Linked DNA regions of Urocitellus parryii: region 1 is linked to region 2. A link is a contact called in public Hi-C data. All regions are on one chromosome and are shown on one strand. The core of a region is the stretch at or near the end of the contact, and the rest is flanking DNA. Distances in the headings are between cores, read along the strand shown.

Region 1 (2,700 bases), core at 20-2,519, 250 kb before region 2:
GGAACCAGCTCGAAAGGAGTACTGAAGCTCAGACACACACACACACACACACACACACACACACACACACACACACACACTCTGCCAGCCTGGTCGGGGCAATGCCAACCCCAGACCGCCCGGTGAATGAGGAGGGGATTAAGTGCCGAGGTTGGAGGTTGCCCTGGACCCCTTCTTCACACAGGTCCCAGCAGTCCGGTGGACACGTGTCCTGGTTGTGCCCTCCGTCTGCGAATCTCACAGCTGGAGGCTAGAACCTCTGAAAATGTGCGCTGGGGAGAGTGTGGACGTGTGCGTCCGTGGGTGATGTGTGCGGTGGTGGCGGTGGGAATCCTGCGTACGACCCACGTGAGGGGTGCACCATGTTGACGTGTGTGTGGGGGGTGGGGTGTTTGGAGTGGACAAGGCTATGCGTGTTGGGCTTAGTTGAGCAAAAGGGCAAGGACCTGTGGGAGCGGGGTAGAGGAGGGCAGGCAGTGTGCTCAGTAGGGACCCCCCTAGAGGAGTCCGAAAGCACATGGAAATGCATACGGGGCAGGAGAAGGCTCCTGCCCCAGGGCCCCCGTGGGAGTATGCCCCAGAGTGGTGTGTGTGTGTGTGTGAGAGAGAGAGAGAGAGTGTGTGTGTGTGAGTGTGTGTGAGTGTGTGTGTGAGAGTGTGTGTGTGAGTGTGAGAGTGTGAGTGTGTGTGTGAGTGTGTGTGTGTGAGAGTGTGAGTGTGTGAGTGTATGTGTGTGCGAGTGTGTGTGAGTGTGAGTGTGTGAGTGTGTGAATGTGTGTGTGAATGTGTGTGTGAGTGTGTGTGTGTGTGAGTGTGTGAGTGTATGTGTGTGTGAGTGTGTGTGTGAGTGTGTGTGTGTGTGTGAGTGTGTGTGTGTGAGTGTGTGTGTGTGTGAGTGTGTGTGTGAGAGTGTGAGTGTGTGAGTGTATGTGTGTGTGTGAGTGTGTGAGTGTGAGTGTGTGTGTGTGTGTCTCGGTTGGGGGATGTTTCTGCAAATGGATCAACTTGGGGATGGCGCGTCCGTACCGTTTATGGGTGCACTGTGGCTGTGGGGCAATGTCTTCGCCTTGGGGACGCCGGACGCTGGGGGTCATCTCAGCGCTTTGGGCCAGGAACGGAGAGCTTGCCCGCCTGGGTGCTCGCTGACAGCGCCAGGACTCGCACCCAACAGCCCGCGGGGGCCAGGGGCGGGGCTTGGAGGCCAGGGGCGGAGCCGGCGGGGCGGGGGCGGGGCCGCAGTCGCTGCAGCGGCGCGGGCCTGGCCAGGGGGCGCCTCGCGCGGCAGCGGCTCGCTAGGGCAATGCAGTGAGGCTGGATCGGCAGGCGGGCGTGCGCGCGCGGAGCGGGGGCCGCCACCGCGCTGCAGAGATGTGACTCCGGCCGAGGGCCAACTGGAGAGTCGGCGCTGCGGGGCCGCGGGGGTCGGTGAGTGCGAGCCGCGCCGACGCAATGGAGGGCGCTGCGGGGACCCCAGAAACTTTTCCCGCCTTAGGCTTGGGAAGACTGCGGGGGTCCTGGTCGTGTGCTTCTCTAACTCCCCTCCTGGGGTTAATCTGCGGGGGCGGGGGGGAGATGAGGGATTCGGGTGAGGGGAACCCCAGTGCGGCGGAAGAGGAGCCGCAGAGGGCGGGGCGGGGGAGGAGGGGCTGGGGACCTTTATCGGGGAGGGGGACCTGCTCCCACTCCAACTGGAGATCAAGTCTCTGGGGAGGGTCTGGGGTGACCTCAGGTAAAGGCAGCCGGGAGCGTCAGGCAGTCCTGGCGTGCCCGAGTGACTCGTGTGAGCAGAACCTTGGAGAGGACCCGGGGGTCGCGTGGCAGGCGGGTCGGGGATGACTATGGACAGGACAGAGCCCAAAGAGCAAGGGCCAGACTTGGGGGGCGAGCAGCCAGAGGCACCTGCCGCAGGGCCTGGGGGCCAGTCTCGTAGCCGGCGGTGGCCGCGCACTGCTGGGCCAGGGCGGGGACGGGGAGAGGGCAGGGGAAAGCCACCGAGCCAAGATCTGAGGCTGGGGGACAAATGGGGGGAGGCTGCATACAATGGAGGGGGTAGTTTCCGTTTCAGACACGGGGCACTTGGCCTCGGAGAGAGGTCGACCAAGCTAGAGATAAGCACTAACCCTGTGCTGTGTCCCCACTTGTGGGGGGACATGGACTCCCAGCCCCATGGAGACCCCACACATCCCGGTGTCCCTGCTGCCTGGGAGGATAGGCCAGAGCACGGCCGGAGCCCTCACCAGGCTTCGCCCCGGGGAACGGATGGACCAGCCCTGGAGGGGCGCGCCGACCTTGCCCCAGCGACGCTTCAGTGCAGCGGATCCTTCCCCAGCCCTTGCTCTGTCACACCCAGGCCTCGCCGATTCCTTCTTCCTCGTCCCGGGTTCGCTAAGGGGGCGGCTCCTTGGAACGCGGACAAAGGCCCCTGGAGTGTGGCGGGCAGCATCCTCCCCGCCTGGGGCCCCAGCACACGCGCCACATTGGCTGTCCGACTGCGCCAAGATGGGGGGCACCTGAGCAGAGCCCAGGAAGCACCGGGGGGGGGGGGGTCTCTGCAACGACAAGAGAGGTGGGGGAGGGGCCTGGCACAAAATCCCTGGCGCTTCAGCCAAGGAACGTTTTTCAGAAGTTTCTTCGGTGGGGACTAGGGGCTTTCGGGGGAGTAGCCAGACTTCAGTTAAACTGCATGCAAATGGCATGTAA
Region 2 (2,700 bases), core at 106-2,605:
AACATCAGCTGAAAGCACCTCTACACAAAGATCTAGCACAGCTGTTCCTAACAGTACCTGAGTAGCATGTGACCAAAGGGGGGGGGTGTTCCTTGTTCACTCATCAATGCTACTGAGCCCTTAAAGCTGCTGTTCTGGGCACCCAGGAAACGAGAGGACAGAGTCCCTTTAAATGGCCAAAAGTTAGTAAGGAAACTGACCTTGGAACAGGCACCAACACTGAGAAGCCAGATTAGGAACCAGGGAGAACCTAGGTGCTTAAGGGTCATGGAATCCTCACATTTTAAAACAAACACCAAAATTTAGTACAACTGCACTGGGAAGCAGGGGAAGTCAGTCCTCCTGGAGCTAATACCAAAATCCAGAGAAGTTCAATGAAATCAGGAGTTTCTCGAACTTGGGGCGCTGTCTTGCTGATTTCCCCCAAGTGTGCCCGGTCTCTTGGCCCGGCCAGCCTCCCTAGGTCAAAAGGGACCCCAGGCGAGGGGGACCAGGGCATCCAGCACCGATTAGTGTGCCTTGGAGGCCACAGGTGATGAACAAGGAGCAGTCAACTGCTTCACAAGCATAAACCCAGGGTGCATCGGGTGACTTCTAAGGTCTTGGGCTGCACCTTCTTTCACTTGCTGGCTCTGGCTCGTTCATCATCCCATGTAAGCTACTTCCCACCATTTGCAGAGAGATCAGATTATGACCCTTCTGAGCAACTGCAAGAGAGGTCTGCTGTCGCCAAATAATCCCCTTGTCCCCATCACAACCTGTGCGAGTTCCTCACGCACACCAGTCACCTGCTGGGGCCTGACGGTCCCGTCACCCCACTGTAACCCCACACGCCTGTCGCGTGATGAGCTCCAATGCATCCCGCAAGACCCAGTTTAAAGCGACTCCTCCATGAAGCCAACGCCAGAAGGCGTGAGTCGCTGCCGCCTCGGGGTCTCGCCCCAACGCCTGCCGGACAGCTCGGGCGTGGGCAGCACCGCACCGCCGTCCCCTCAGACCAAGGGGCAGCACGGACGGGCGGCGCGGGGTTCTCCCAGGTGAACGCGCAGCTCTGGCCGCAGCCAGGCCGCCGAGTCTCCCCGACCCCACCGGCCGGGAACCTATGCCCGCCTCTCCCGGGAAAGTCGGGGTGTGGAAACCCGCGGCCCCCCTGGGGAATGCGGGCGGCGGAGAACCAGCAGCCGGGACGACTCGGGGAGGGCTGTCCATACTCGCAGAGACAGACACAAGGAGACAGCCCCTCTCTGAAGCCCACACGCCACCTCTTCCTTACCACGGAAAGACGGCCATCTTCCTAGTCACATGACCGCTCTTCTGGGGCCGCCAGCCCTTTTTCTAGCATTCGGACGCCGCCACGCCCCTCTCGGGCCGCCATGATTGTGAGGGGCAGCTGTTTGCTCCGCCTCCCCAGGCTGCGCCTTTTGATGACGCCAGGATGAGGCGGGGCCGACGCAGCCGAGCGGAGCCCAAAGTTCGGGCTCTCCGCTGCCGCCATGATTGTGAAGGGCACAGGCCACCAAGTAGAGCCCACGATGCTAAGACCAGATCGCGGCTCCTGCTGGCGCCACGATTATGAGGGGTAGAGATGGCTACGTGGAATCCAGGCTGCTTCTCTGTCAACGCCGTTGAAAGGGATAGCTGTCGCTCCAGAGGCCAGGGTGCGCGTTCCTCCAGCGCCATGATTACTCAGGGCATGAGCCGCAGACGCGGTGATCGAGAGGGGCAGGCCCCCGGATTTGGAGTGGCAGCTGGCTGCTCTACTGGGTCATGTCACCAGCCCACTGTCGCCCTGACGGGGCGGGGCTCGTAGTGCTAGGCGCGAACCACGGCTGCGGATTGCAGCAGAGTCCCCGCGGTCGGCCTGCACCCACCTGGCGGCTGCCCGGTACTTGGGGGAAGCTGGCACTTCAGCACCGCGACCAGGAGCCTCGGCGTTTGAGCGCTGCCGGGAGCCCAGCGACCGACCAACGAGGCAGCTTAGGGCCGCTCCGCCCCCCGGGCGAAGCTGAAGGCGCCGCGCGGGCGGCGGGAACGACCAGCCCACGGCCACCTGGTCTGAACGACCACCATCATCACCTCTTTGGGGGGAACAAGCCCCAACACTGGTGAATTGCTGCAGCTAGGAAGGATCTGAACATCCCAAACCAGAGTAAAGAGGCCCGGGTCGACCCTGGCCGCGCCTGAGCCTCTTCCCATTTATTCTCAGCGTCTTCTGACAGCAAAGGTCCGAGGCCCCCACTCCTCAGATAAATCGGCAGTGGAACCCGCCTGGGCTGGTCTGCGGCTCCTGAGCCCGCGTTTCGGCCTCTGCCAGGAGGCAGCCCCAGGGAAAGGTGGAGGGCGCTTCCTCTCCGCGACGGAGCAGAGCTGGTCCCCTGAAGTGCCACCTCCCCGGCCGTCCAGGCTGGGCCTTGGCATCTCTAATCACTCCCCAGGCGGGCTAGAAAATGGTCACATTCCATACTGTGGTCAGATGCTTTTCTGTCAATAAGAAAACAGATCAAACTAGATTTCCTTTGAGATGAAAAGTTTATTTGCCTTTGCCTAGAAGCAAAACTAGTGAAAATTAAAGTACAAAAATAAATACAATTTACATTAATGGACATTCCACCCAAAGTAAAAAAAAAAAACAATAAAAATAATATATATAAATAAAACTTCATCAAAAGCACAAAACAGTGCCTGGCACTTTTATGAGAA

Evidence for each region. Hi-C and Micro-C count contacts between places; a contact is called where the count stands out from the background.
Region 1: a Hi-C map of liver shows a contact between it and region 2, with 12 times the contacts expected there. The contact joins the promoter of Gprc5b here to the promoter of Vps35l in region 2. A contact is called at or near these places in 2 of 2 Hi-C or Micro-C datasets (liver and muscle).

What each region holds. Positions count from the first base shown.
Region 1 is chr9:13,542,969-13,545,668 of mUroPar1.hap1, reverse strand. Gprc5b (G protein-coupled receptor class C group 5 member B) reads left to right here and starts at 1,269. Exons shown (of 4, transcript XM_026402464.2): 1 at 1,269-1,425.
Region 2 is chr9:13,292,556-13,295,255 of mUroPar1.hap1, reverse strand. It overlaps Vps35l (VPS35 endosomal protein sorting factor like), which reads right to left and starts at 1,355. Exons shown (of 31, transcript XM_026402461.2): 1 at 1,274-1,355. The coding sequence starts at 1,290. It overlaps Ccp110 (centriolar coiled-coil protein 110), which reads right to left. Exons shown (of 16, transcript XM_026402504.2): 16 at 2,623-2,700.